Linked DNA regions of Oryzias latipes: region 1 is linked to region 2. Evidence: chromatin contacts called from public Hi-C data. All regions are on one chromosome and are shown on one strand. The core of a region is the stretch at or near the end of the contact, and the rest is flanking DNA. Distances in the headings are between cores, read along the strand shown.

Region 1 (6,658 bases), core at 626-3,125, 130 kb before region 2:
TGATTTACTTCAGTGTAAACTTTTGCTGCAATTCTTTCTCAATCTGTAGCACCAAGAATAAGATTTTGAATCTTAATTTTTTATTTTATTTTTTTTAACAAAATTTAAGAACAGATCTCTATTAATTCACACAGCATCTAAGACATTTACTATAAAAACTAGATAACCAATTGTCATAAGGCTACAATGTTTTTTATTTCTACATCAACTTGGATCAAAAGCTATGAATGAATAATTCTTGTGAACTGAATGATGACTGTCCCCCCTTGGAAACGAGATGACACATCTCAAGGGGCTTCTCCTACAAACTAATAAATGGGAAAGTTTAAAGACTAATTTAGTGAAAACTGTGATGAATCAGCTGAAGTGTAGTCTTCCTCTCTCATCAAAAATCTTCATCAGAGCTGAAAAGAGATACAATTAAATATCTCAGGTTTTTATCACATCCGCAAAACGATTTTAAAAGCTATTGCATCTTTTCAAGAAGAAAAAAGTGCACTCGTTTTTATTAAAGCTCATGATAAAATCACATAAACAGATTCTTATTTCACTCAGTGGCATGAAGCTCTTGTGCATGAAAGCCACTACTTTCTGTTTTACAAGCTGAAGACCATTAAAGCGGTGTGGATTTCCCCTAGACAAAGGTTATTTGCTAATAAATGGCACAAGATTTACACGCTGCTCCTGTGTCCTGCCTGCAGTTTGCAATGCACCTCTGAAAATGTGGACGTTTGGGTTTGCTCTGTGGTTTCTGTCCTCCAGCCTCGAGTTTGTCTTTGTGCTCCAGCTGCAGAATAAGAGGGGGATTTTTAATGAGCTCCTCATCCTCGACTCCGAAAACTTCTCACCATCTGAGGGTCATTCTCTCCACGTCTTGTTGCCCAAGTGTAACATTCCAAATCAGCCCTCAGCTTAATTTTAGCTTCACAAGTCAGCTACTTTCAGCTCCGTCGATTTCTGCCCTGCCTGGTTGCTACTTGAGACGGTGTCACAGACGCAAATTCAGTTCCTTAGCTAACTTACCGAGGACATTTTATTTGATTGATTTCTGTTCGTTTATTTAATTCAATTCAATTCAATTTTATTTATAGAGCCCAGTATTACAACACACAAGTCATCTCAATGGGCTTCATACTGGTGATTGTATAGTAAACATACAATCATAAGGGTCATGAAGTCATAGAATTTAATAGGTAAATTCTAAACTAAACTAACTAAACAGACTAAACTAAACTGGGCATCCCTGCCCTTAGACCCTCCTTCCTTTAAATTCCCACAACTTCTCATAGAGTATTAAACAATGCGGACAATCAGGCCATTTCCAGATAATCAGATTTCATTTAGACTGAACAGGATGAGCAAAAAAAGGATAGACTTTTCTGTAAAGTCTGCAGCTTCCAGACCCAGTTCCCCAAATCCTGTGTGACAAACAAAGCACACAGTGATGAGCAGCTATTGAATGGATTAACCTCCCCACATACCACACTGATGAGCTTCTGCAGAAGTTTCTGCTAAACAGCTTCATCTGCAGAATGGAAAATTCTTTTCTGCCTCAGCTACAAACAAAGGAAACTCAATTTTTGGTTTAGACCTAAAAACTCTTTAAAAAAAAAAAACTTAGTTTCATTTGAATTTCACCAAAATGATAAAAGGATTAACATGCTGGTGCAGTCCCTGAGAGAACCAGTGAGCAGCCTACCTTCACAGAAGCTCAGTGCTGAAGCAAAGGGGAGGCTGCAGCTCCAGCAAGTCTGTTCTCTTTTTTTCTCTGCCTCACCCCCCCTCTCTCGTGGGTCAGGCTTCAGCCCTGCTATCCTGAGACAGGGTCGCTCGCCGCACTTTGACAAGTCAGCATTTTATTTTATGGTTGCATGACAGAGAAGGGGAGGTGAACAGGGTGTCACGGAGAAGGGGAGCCGTGACAGAGGAGAGCCGGGCTCCTCAGACTTTCAGTTATCCCTGACTGAAGGGAGGAAGAGTGACATCTAGTGGTTGAAATCTGTTAGTACACTTAAATGTAATCTTTTTCTCAACTCAATTTGTTTTTCATCATTGTTTTAATTCATTTAAGTTACACGTTTTTGACTTTTTCTAAAAGAATTTTGTGATAAACTTTAACCGGAAAGCTTCTTTTACTTTGAATTTGTTTTATTTCCAAGCAAAGAAAATAATAAAATAAAACTACTGCAAAATCATTAAAACAGTGAGGGCTTGATTGCTCATGCTGAAATATAAATATAAAAGTGTCTGTGTGCCACACCTTTCATTAAAAACAGCATGTTAGGACGTCTGCAGCACTACTGGAGCATGAAATTGTCTGCAAGGAAGAAAAAAAAGAAAAACTTCTGAGATATTGATCAGGATTAGCAATGCTGGGAAAATCTAATCATCTCCTTTAGAGAATGCCCATTCAACTGTGATATAATTATTATTATTTTGGGTAAAGTTAAATCCAGACACATTAGGATGCAGAGATAAACGTTTTGCTTTCAAGACTAAACTAAAAGAGGAAAACTTTACTTGTTTTTACGCCACACGGCGTCAATCTTTTCAGGTGTGAATCTTACTAAAATTAATAGAATTCAGGCTTTTTCCTTTCATCTCTGGTGAGCAGGTCAGGTCAAGAAGTTAAGTTGTTTATTATTCTGTTTTAAACCCAACTGCTTTGGAATTGTTTGCTGGATCTGATGCTGAGAAAACCGTTTCCTCTGTTAGCATTAGCAAAAAATAAAGGTGACTTTTTCACCAAATCATAAAATGCTAGTAGTGATCTTCCCTTTGATTCCCAATCCAAACTCTGGAAAATGTATTGAATTTTCTGCCTCCTTTATATTTTTTACAGTTAAATCTACACCAAAGCAAAATGTCATTATAATCTGTGCCTTAATTATCATCTACTCACTTTTTCTACTTTTAGCAGTCATTCACTCTTCCTACCACACATTGAATTCCGTTTGTTTCTGTTGAATTTTAAATTGTGTTGGTCATTTTCCCACTTCACGGTTTGTTTTCTGTTTTCTGTCACGGTTTAGTGTGCGTGAAGAACCCAAACACAGGAGATCAGAGGCAGGACGCTGCATGCCAGAGGAAAAAAAACATTTTCAAAGCAGCTAAGATAATGAAATACCAAAAAAGAGGGAAAAAAAACAAAACATGAGGATGGAAATGAAGATCAGAGAGACAACGAATCAGATCAGATGTTACACTCTTAGGTAGTGATAGTTGAAATGAAACCAGGAATTTCTTAGAGAATAAACTGCAAAATCAAATAAAAAAAACCATTTATTTATTTAGTGTATTTTTGATCTGTTCCATTAATGTGATACCTGCTCCAGCTGTCTTCAGCTGTGGTCATTGACTAAATAAGTTCACTCTGTCAGCTGACAGCTCTTTTGTCAGATGTCCTCATTCTGTTTGGTGCAACAGCTGTTTGTTATGCAAATGTTCACATGTACAGATTTTTAAACAAATATTTTAAAAGTGTGAATTTTCTGCTTTTGTGAAAGAAAACCATTCAGAAAAATGTTCCTGTGATCTAAAAAAAAATCTGCATCTTACAACAATAAATACACATTTTTGCTGCAGTGCAATATCTCTTGGGTTGGGGTCCTTGCTTTGAATTGGGGGGGGGGGGGGTCCTGTGGTAGCATCTTCTGTAAATATGAGTGTGTGTGTGTGTGTGTGTGGTGGGGGGCTGACGTGGTCAGGTCTTCATTTCGTTTCATTTCAGGCTTCTTTTTAAGTTTTATATTATGTCGTGTGCGTGGGGGTCAGGAAAGTTAGGGTTAGGGTTAAAAGGTTCTGTATAAATAAATTTGATTTAATTTGATTTGATGATTAATAAAACAATAACAAACAAAAGAAAAATGATCATGTTCTACTTTCTCTCTTTAGTCAGTTATGGCGGCTTTTCTTTGACTTTTCGTGTCATCATACAGCATAGACAACCTCTTCCACCGTCTCTCCATTAGAGTTTTTGTCTTGATTTCTGTTTTCCCTGTAACCATTTGAAGTTTTATGAAGCTTTTTATGAATGACAAACGTGCAGTACTTGTTTTTGAATCATGTAAAGTTTTCAATAAAGAGTCAAAACTGATCTGTAATTTTAGAGTTTTAGAGCCACAAAAAAAACAAGATTTGAAGATTTAAATTTACGAGATTTTTCTCGTAAATTTTTTATTTTATTTTCGTAATTTTACAGTTATTACTTTTTTCTCGTGAATTTAAGACTTTAAAGTCATGATTGAAAAAAAACACGTGTTTGTAATAAAACTCTGTTGTAGCAATTCACATTTTTTACTGCTTCCTTGATTTTTAGATTTTTAAGTAATAGCAAAATGAAATTTCTAATAAAATATGACAACTATATTTGACTTTTTCTTCTCTAAATAGTTTTGTTTACAAAAAAAAACAACACTTTTTTTCTTTTCCACATGGGGGCAGCAAATGTTAAAATCTGAATTTTGAAAATTCAACATTTTAAATGTCTATTTCTGCATTGTCTATTCTTGAAAATGCTGCAACTGAAGGATAATGTAGACAGAAAATGTGTAAAATCAAACATTTTCACTCCCAGGTTATTGCCCGAGTGATAATTTATTTTGAAAAAGACGGATAAGTAATCTCTTCTATAATCCCATGAAGACCTCATGAATGACGGTTGACAATCCTCTCATAATCTCATACATCTCATGTATGAAATGTTAAAAATGCTATGAACAGTTCAGTCATCTCGTCATCTCATTCCATTTCAATGAACTTCCAAAATTCTCAAGTGAAGTTTTAAAACAATCAGCTGTCAATAATGGTTCTAATATTGATTTAAATATTGAGGGGCCAAAGCTTTTTGCAAGGGGGCACCTAACCTCGCTTGTCCCTCTGTAGTTCGGTCCCTGGTCAGTGTATGAACAGCTACAACACAAAAAATAAATAAATAAATTCCACTTTTGGGGGAAAAACAAACTTTGAAAAGAAAATAAACTGGTTGAAAGAATTTCTTTATTAAAAGGCAGGTTTAACTCTTTCATTTTTTGTTTTACACTCAAACACCCACGCACAAACTACTGACTTTGATTTAAATGTATTAGTCATTGTTACACAGGTTTTCCATATTAAAAGGCTTTTCCGAGGAACTCCTTACCGTTAACGTACATGCACCCACGTCACCCATCAGCCATATATATAGGTGTTTTCAGGAAATTAGGCTGTCAACTGAGAAAAAGAGGAAGTCGTTTTGGAAACAGGAAAGAAAAATAGCGGAAAGTAATATAGCAGATAGGAAAAATACATATCTGTAAAACATGTTATGCACAAAACGATGTATTTATTTTAAATGTTCACCCATCTAGTTGATGTAATTCTATCATACATTTTTTGAACAAAACTGATTTGACCTTTTAGCATCCCTAAATCTATTTTTATCCTGAAAAATAAAATTAGAAAATTATTCAAGCTTTCAAAGACTTGAGTCATTCAGTGACAGAAGATTCAAGGTTGCCCCGTTGGAGAAAAACCAACATGTCAACTTGCCACATGTTGAGCCCCTCATGGGTTTTAGGCAACCATCCATCACATCCAGCATTGTTGTATATTCTGTTTTTATTTACTTTCTTTTGATAAGTGATAAATTAAATAACAAAATAAATAAATGTTATTTTTGGTAAAGTGAACAAATTCAAAGTCCCACTCCGATCATCTTTTGATCTGTTGTCAAAGAGTTCCCAGTGGTGTTTTCCCCTTTCTGTCGCCCATAACTGAAAGCTTTAAATGATCCCGCACTAGATTACTGCTCCTGCCGAGCAATGTTGGAGCCATCCCGCTGAACAGTTTTGAGCCAGATTCCAGCTCAGATGAGGAAAACAAAGACGTACGTGGATCTAGTCGTCTAGATCAAGTGGATGCATCAGAAGGGACCAGAGCAGGTAGCCTGTGGCCTGTCCAACATCCACATCTTTTTCCATAAGTGTTATTTTTCCTCTGCTCCGGATTCATAACGATTTGAACAAAGACATACACAGAAATGTAATTTTCTCACAGAAAATAATAGACTATATGTGATAAAAATGGAAATCAAGTTGACAACAACATTTTCAGACTGAATGATTAACCTTTGCTGAAGCTCTGGGCCACATGGTAAAACTTTTGGATCCAATTAAATGGTTTTTTTCAAACATAATGACTTAAAAGCATGCCAAATCCCAAAGACCGGTCATATGTGATGTAACAATGAGTTTGTTCATCCATCCATCCATCCATCCATCCATTCATCCATCCATCCATCCATCCATCCATCCATCCATCCATCTTGTACAGACATGTTACAGATTCCAGGCGAGACTAAATGGTATCTTCTTTCCGGTCAGAAGGTTTTAACAGATGATTAGAAAATTTCCTGTTGTCGTGCTAGGCTTCAAAGCTCTGTGGCAGGTTAACTCCATTCAACTTTGACCATAATAAATGGGAAGTTGTGTTAAGTTAGTGACCACTTTATTACAAATGATAACACAAACTTGTCGAGAGCAGGATAATAAAATGGGAAATACATTAATCATCATTTCAGGTTCAGTGGAGTTCTCTGGAAGTTCTTTTTGGAAATTTAATGAAAAGGAAAATAAAAAAGCTTACGTAAAAGGGAATGTACTTATTTAGAAAATGTGGG
Region 2 (6,699 bases), core at 148-2,647:
TCTGCCCAAAAGAACAAAAATACAGCAACAAATACATCCATGAAAAGAGAAGAGGGATTTTTAGAACACACTGCAAATTATGGCTGCACGACATGAGGAAGACTCGCTTTATGCGATATTAGTGATCAATATTGCAATGATGATGTAACTTGCTATACATGAACAAATGGTGAGTGCAAATTCTGCAGAGTTTTTGGCGAGGGTGACAAAGGAAGAAAGCAGAACATTGAAAACAATCAGATCCTTGCAGGCCATCTTTAGGTCGTAAAACTGATAAAAGAAAAAAAACAAAAACTGCTTAACTGACGCTTACGCAACCAAGAGAGGACAAAAAAAAATAGAGGCTAACGTTAAGATATCATATGTAATGTCCTCCAGCGCCATGATCAGGTCTGAAGATGACAAAAAAAAAACGCAGAATAAAAGACTTTAAAAAGCCCAAACAATAAAATCAAAACACAAACAGGAGGAAAAGTTCCCCTAATCTCCACATCTACATAATGTGGACGGAAAAAAAGTTCCTGTTGCCTCATCTGCATGAGGCAAGTCTCATGACCAGAACTGCTCATGCAGGAAGTACAGGTGTGCCACCGCACGCCATGAACTGATTGGAGGGTTCTGTTATGAGGGTTTCTACAGTGAGGGGGGGGGGGTCCTTCAATCTTAAAAAAAAAAAAAAAAGACTATGGGAAATGAAATACTTCAGAAAAGTTATCTTCATTGTCAACACAATAAAGAATGGGGAGTTTGTGGCACTAAGACCAGAATGCCACAAAATGTTTTGTTGTTGTTTTTTTTTTTTTTCACATGAATGGACTTTTATTTCCTGGAATTCTTAATCTGGACCAGTTGGCTTTAAGAATAAAATATGTCCTAAAAAAAGCATTTTTATCATAAATAAGGGAAGTCTAGACATGAAAGGAGAAGAACAAAAGGTTTAAACACCGACCGTCCAAATCACAAAAGTAAAGTCAAACTTTTCAAATAAATTTACCAAAGTGATTTATGGTCAGTAAAATGAGAAGTTATTTTGAAGTTCAAAGAAGCAAATTAAAGTGTTTTAAGACGGGATGAAACAAAAACACAGACAAACTGCTGCAGTCTGAGTCTCTGAAGCTGATTTCTTCGGAAACAGGAACGAAAGTAAAAGTTAACGCGCTCTCAGATCTGTTTTTGTTCCAGGTTTAGGTTTTAGAGTGACGCGTTCGTCTTTTTAGACGCAAAGAATAAAATGATCATCTGAAATGAAAGGGAAAAAAACGCTGAACTTGCCTCGGTTGGTCATCGGACTCATCGCGTTCGGTTCTTCTCAGCTGTACTTCCTCTGAGCGACCTGCCGCGTCTTTATGAAGACAGGCCAGGGTCACGTGATCTGGCACTTCTGCTTTCAGAAAGAAACCAGTTTAAGGGCCGCTGCTGCTGCTGCTGAATCTGCAGCTGAAATTAACTGAAGAGACTGAGGCTGCTGCTGAAACTGCTGCTGCTGCTGAGTTTGGAATCAAGGTTGAAGCTGATTTTCAAAAGTATTTCACAACAGCCTGGAGCAAAGACGCAGCAAAGTGATTTAAGGAGTAATAAAACATAAAAGACAGTCTTTTCAGTTATACAATACCAAAAAGGTGTAGTTTGTAATAAATTAAAAGCAAATTTAATAAGGTTTTTAAAAAAATGCACGGATAAGGGAATTTGAAGTAAAGCGTAAAAGTTTCTAAGTTCAAAAAATATCCCAACATTTGTACTTTTTAATTAAATTCAAACAGATTCAGAAGTATTTTGCCAACAGCCTGGACAAAAAGCAAAGAGAAAGTAGTCTTAGGAGAAAAAAAATAAACACAAAATAAATTTGACGCTTTAAAAATGACCCACATTTGTACTTTTTTTCATAAAGCAAATTTTAAACAGCATTTAGTCAACAACCTGGATCAAAAACAAAGCTAGATAAACTTTTAGACAAATAAAACATAAAAAACAGCCTTTATGGTTTAAAAATAACCAAAAATGTGTACTTTTTCAAGAATTTAAAGCATACAATTATTTAGCCAACAACTTGAAACGAAGGCAAAGCTATGTAATTTAGAGAAAATTCTAACAAAAAGTAGCCCAACATTGTACTTTTAAATGAATTTAAAGCAGGTTAAAAAATAATTTAGTCAAAAGCCTGTACCAAAAGCAAAAGCAAAGTAAATTAAGAAAAAATGAAACAAAAAACACAGCATTTTAAGGAAAAAAACAACTAAACTATTTACTTTTTACTAGATTTACAGCCCAACACACTTTCTTCTGTGTGCATGAGCTTCACACCTGAATGTGTAATGTTGCTAAGCTGTTTAACAGTGGAACCAAAATGTCTTCTCCTTCCTGAATCCTTATTGTTATTATTATTATTCTTAAAAAATCTGGTTAGATAGAAAAATAGATTGTTCCACTGGGCTCAGGGTCAGCAAATAAAATGTTTTCCTATTGTCAATTCAGAGCAAAACTCTAAAGCTGCAGAGGGGGACAACGATCTTCTGCAGAGAAATGTGCTAGAGAAGACTTAAAGAAATAGATCGGATCTTTGAAAGTTTCGTGTCGTGCTGATTCAGCATTTTTACCTCACCAATCAAACAGTGCAACAATTAGTTAGTCGCGTTTTGAATAATTATGAACATATATACACTGCACAGGAGACAAACCTCCAAAACAGGACCAAGTGGAGGAGATGACAGAGCACTGATGGTTTTATTTAGAATACTTGATGAGATTCTTCCAGTTTATTAGTGTTGTAGCCTGTTTGCGTTGTTTGTTGTTTGCTTTTAATTATGTCGTTTTTTTAACATTTAAAACCATAAATATAATAAAGTAGATCATTTGTATTTCATCTTTTTCCTGACTGGATTCTGCCTACTTGTATCATGCCTCGGTGGGGGCTCTTGAGTTTTGCAGACGGTGACAGGGAGTAGGAAAAAGTATTTTTAAAACCGGAAACTGTAAATCAAAACTTCTAAATAAAACCACCTTTTTGATAAAGAAGCCAGCGAGTATTTCTTGCTGAAGCGACTTGGAACCCACCCTCCTCCCAAAAAAGGCAATTGTAGCCGAAACAAATAGTTTCCGTAAATAATTGGCATAGTTGTAGTCCAGTACTTTGGTTATGTGTTTGTAAAGTGATTTTCATGGTTTAAGTGTGTATCATTTTTTGTAATACATGGCATGCCATTGAGAGGACTGCAATGATAAATGTGACCTTATTGACCCGGAATTTGACAAATTCAGCTTTTTTGATTTGTGATTTAAACCTTAAATTAGAATCAATTTCTATTCCAAGATATTTAAATTCTGACACAACTTTTTTTTTCCAGCCACAAAAACATTTATAATTCCTTGTAATTGTGAGACGAATGCGTTATTTTCTTAATGAAGCCAACACTCGATTCAGATTCCACACGTTCACCTTCAAAATCAAAACCTTTATTGAGTTTTGTTAGAAAACATCCGTTTACAGTTGAATCATTAGAAAAAAAGTGCTGAAAGGAGCAAAAACAACCAAACACATGATCAGGAATGAAACACACAAAAGTGATGGAGTTGCAGAAAAGGAGGAGCTCACACTGCCCAGCAATGTGTCTGCTTTCTGTGGATGTCAAACCAAAAACAGGGACTAAAAGAGTAACTACTTTGGAAAAACTAACAAAAGTTTTCATGGTGGCGTTTCTTGTTTCTGGGGCTTCCTCCTCCTCTGGATGTAGAAGAAACAGTTTTGTGAAGCAGATTTTGGAGATCATGTGAAATACCACAGGGGTCCAAAGTGCTGACAGCATAATGTCCTGATCCAATATTTTAAGAGAAGTTGTGACCCAAGGTCACACAACTGAGTTTCCAAACCACACTAGTACAGTGGAAACGTTTTCAAATCATCTGTTCAAGCCTGGTGATGCTTTTTCATAGTGGTTTTGAACTCTTCACACATTTTCTCTGAGGGGAAGTAGTCCAAGCAAAGTCCCTCCATCCTCTCTTCTCTCGTTCAGATCTCCACACGGGTCCGCTCACATGACGGGGTAGCTGGCAAGGTTGGCGATGCCGCAGACGTTGCCACGGTTACGAGCCATCAGGACGTAGCCCTTGTTGCCCCAGGTTTCACCCCAGCTGCCAGGAGGAGGTAAGGATGGAGAGGTGAGGCGCTGATCATCATTAGGATCAAAAAAGCATTTAATCAGGTTGATGCCCCCCCAACCCACCCCACAAAATGAAAAATGACAGACATCCAATCCCCACAGGCAGAGTCATCGCATGATGGTCTTTTGACCCCACCTGTTCTTCACAATCCAGAACTTCTTGCCCTTGGCGTTCACTCCGTAGCCGACCGCCAGCACGGCGTGATTGATGTCTTCTTTGTTGCAGTTGCGGTCGAAGTAAATACCTGGTCACATGACAGATGAGTCAAACTTTGAGCTGCAGCCAAAGAATAATCTAAAAAAAATCTAAAATTTACATTTGGAAATAACAATATGATCCAAAATAAGTTTAAAGTTTCTGTTCAAACTTTTGCATCATGAGGTGTTTAAACCCCGTTAAGCCCACAGCAAAAAATAATTGATTTTAGAATTAAGATGTTTTTTAAACTCTTTGATGAAATCTACAAATGCGTTTTTGCAATACATGTAATCTTATAAGATATACAGTAGATAGCATGAATTATGATACATTATTTTGCACAAAAACTTACAAGCGTAATTTTGAGATGCTAAAATATTCACACGAGTGTTCAGGAAAAAAGCACTGTATTTACCCAACGTGTCATATTTGATCCACACATTTTTTAAATGGCTCAACTGTATAAAGAATTATTTGACACATTTGGTTGTCTTGTCATTCAACAAGTGGTCTTTTGAAAAATAACAATAGATGAGTTTTCTCACCATAAAGTTTTAAAAATGAGCTCAACTTTTTGAGATTTCATGGAAGCAGCGATTTTGAAATGGCCAGGAACGCTTGTATCAAATATGATCAGAATGATTATCCTGGGTTTACAGCTGTGTCATGAAAACAATTCTAAAGTACTTGGTTTGGTCTGTTCAAGTTTCTTCTTCAAAGCTAAACTTTTGTGTCAGGTTTGGATTTGTTTTGACGATTAAACTCAGTAATTTTAATTGAAGTGCCGGAAAAATGTTTTTTTATACTTGAGAAAATATATCTTTTTTTTTTTTACATCCATTTATTTTGATTTGGGGTTAAAAGTAATCCAGAATATCCCATAGATTTCTTGGTTTTTCTAAGTTTCTGTCTTTATTCTGATGCCATTGGCCGTGGACCCCGTCTCTGGCTCGTCTCGTGCCCCCTGCCGTCCCCCAACTCCATCTGAATGTAGCCCATCTGCTGGACTATTTTAACATTTAGTTGTAGAGTTGGATTACTTTTTCTCTAAGAGTTCTGGTACACCGCCTGTCCGTCCTGGTAAAGGATTATTCCTTCATGTGGACATCCCTGAGGTTTCTTATTTTTTCCCCCAGGAATCTTTTTTTTTTTTTTTTAGGAGTTTTTCCTTACTGAGAGGGAGAGTCTAAGGGTTGTGATGCCCAGTTTAGTCTATTTAGTTCAGTTCAGCCTATTACTATTGAATTTTTGGACTTCCTGTTCTTTTTGATTTCATTTTCGTATACAATAACAGAAATGAAGCCCGTTGAGATGACAATTGCTGTAATATTGTATGGAGTGATATTTCTGTCACCCTGTTGCGCACAAAACTTTCAAAGTTGCACATGAAAATGTTAAATATTTGCTTTTCAATTATTTTTTACTTTACTTTCAAATTTTTTTTGCTTTCAAAAACTTTGTTTGCGTTTGCAAAACATGTTTTCGCATGCATTGTTCTCCAATCTTGCCTTTTTTCCTATCTTTGATTTTGCCGACCACTCTGAGCGAGACTTCGCGTGATAAAACCGCCACAGCCAAAAAGGTTTCCACATGCGTTGTGCGTCATACCACTTTTTTCTTATCTTTGATTTTGCTGACATTAATTTCAGTTTAGTACGCCAAAGCTGCCATCAAACTGATTGCTGCTGCTGATTGGTCCAGATTCTAACCAATTGAATTGCCACATTTATCTAACATGGTGTCTGCTACCAAGGCTCAGAAACCAAAGCAGCTCTTTTTACCCTCAATTTTGTCTCTTGGATGAAGACGTTTTCATTTTAACAATAATTCAAACTTTCTTTCTTTTTTAGCATTGATTATTTTTCTTAATTCAGATTTGTGTATTTATGGCCAAGGATGTCCTGAAACTGTAAAGTTTATCTGCTGACATTAAATCAACAGGTCTGTGTGTGATCTGTGAATCCTGCAGAGCAATTATTGGTAAAAAAAAAAGTGTGATTTTCTTTAAGATCTGTTTGATAGAACAAAACAATAAAAGATTTAAAGCACATATTATTTTATGCTGCACAAGTGTTTGGGAATATGGAAGCGATTGTGTAGCATAATTAAAAATAAAAAAAAGTCAAAACCAGAAATGCTTTTTCATTTTCAAAAAAATGAAGCTGCATTATTTTTAATTATGCTACACAATCGCTGCCATACAGGAATAGATGAACAGCAATAATAAGCAAAAGAATGATGGCTCACAGCAGACTCAATGTATTTAACAGAAGAAGCATTTTTAACTTTTATGTTAATTTTTACACCGTCTTATGTTTTAGAACTCGTGAGCATTTGTCCAAAGTA

The links. A called contact is a pair of places that touch in the nucleus more often than the background predicts.
Region 1: a Hi-C map of embryo shows a contact between it and region 2, with 2.4 times the contacts expected there. The contact joins the promoter of tmod4 here to the promoter of LOC101165175 in region 2. A contact is called at or near these places in 4 of 5 Hi-C or Micro-C datasets (embryo, fibroblasts and gastrula embryo).

Annotation. Positions count from the first base shown.
Region 1 is chr16:27,101,515-27,108,172 of ASM223467v1, reverse strand. tmod4 (tropomodulin-4) reads right to left here and starts at 1,875. Exons shown (of 10, transcript XM_004078349.4): 1 at 1,700-1,875.
Region 2 is chr16:26,970,905-26,977,603 of ASM223467v1, reverse strand. LOC101165175 (cathepsin S) reads right to left here and starts at 1,397. Exons shown (of 8, transcript XM_004078345.4): 1 at 1,273-1,397. The coding sequence starts at 1,294. It overlaps LOC101164922 (cathepsin K), which reads right to left. Exons shown (of 8, transcript XM_004078344.3): 7 at 4,291-4,399; 8 at 3,429-4,125. The coding sequence ends at 4,026.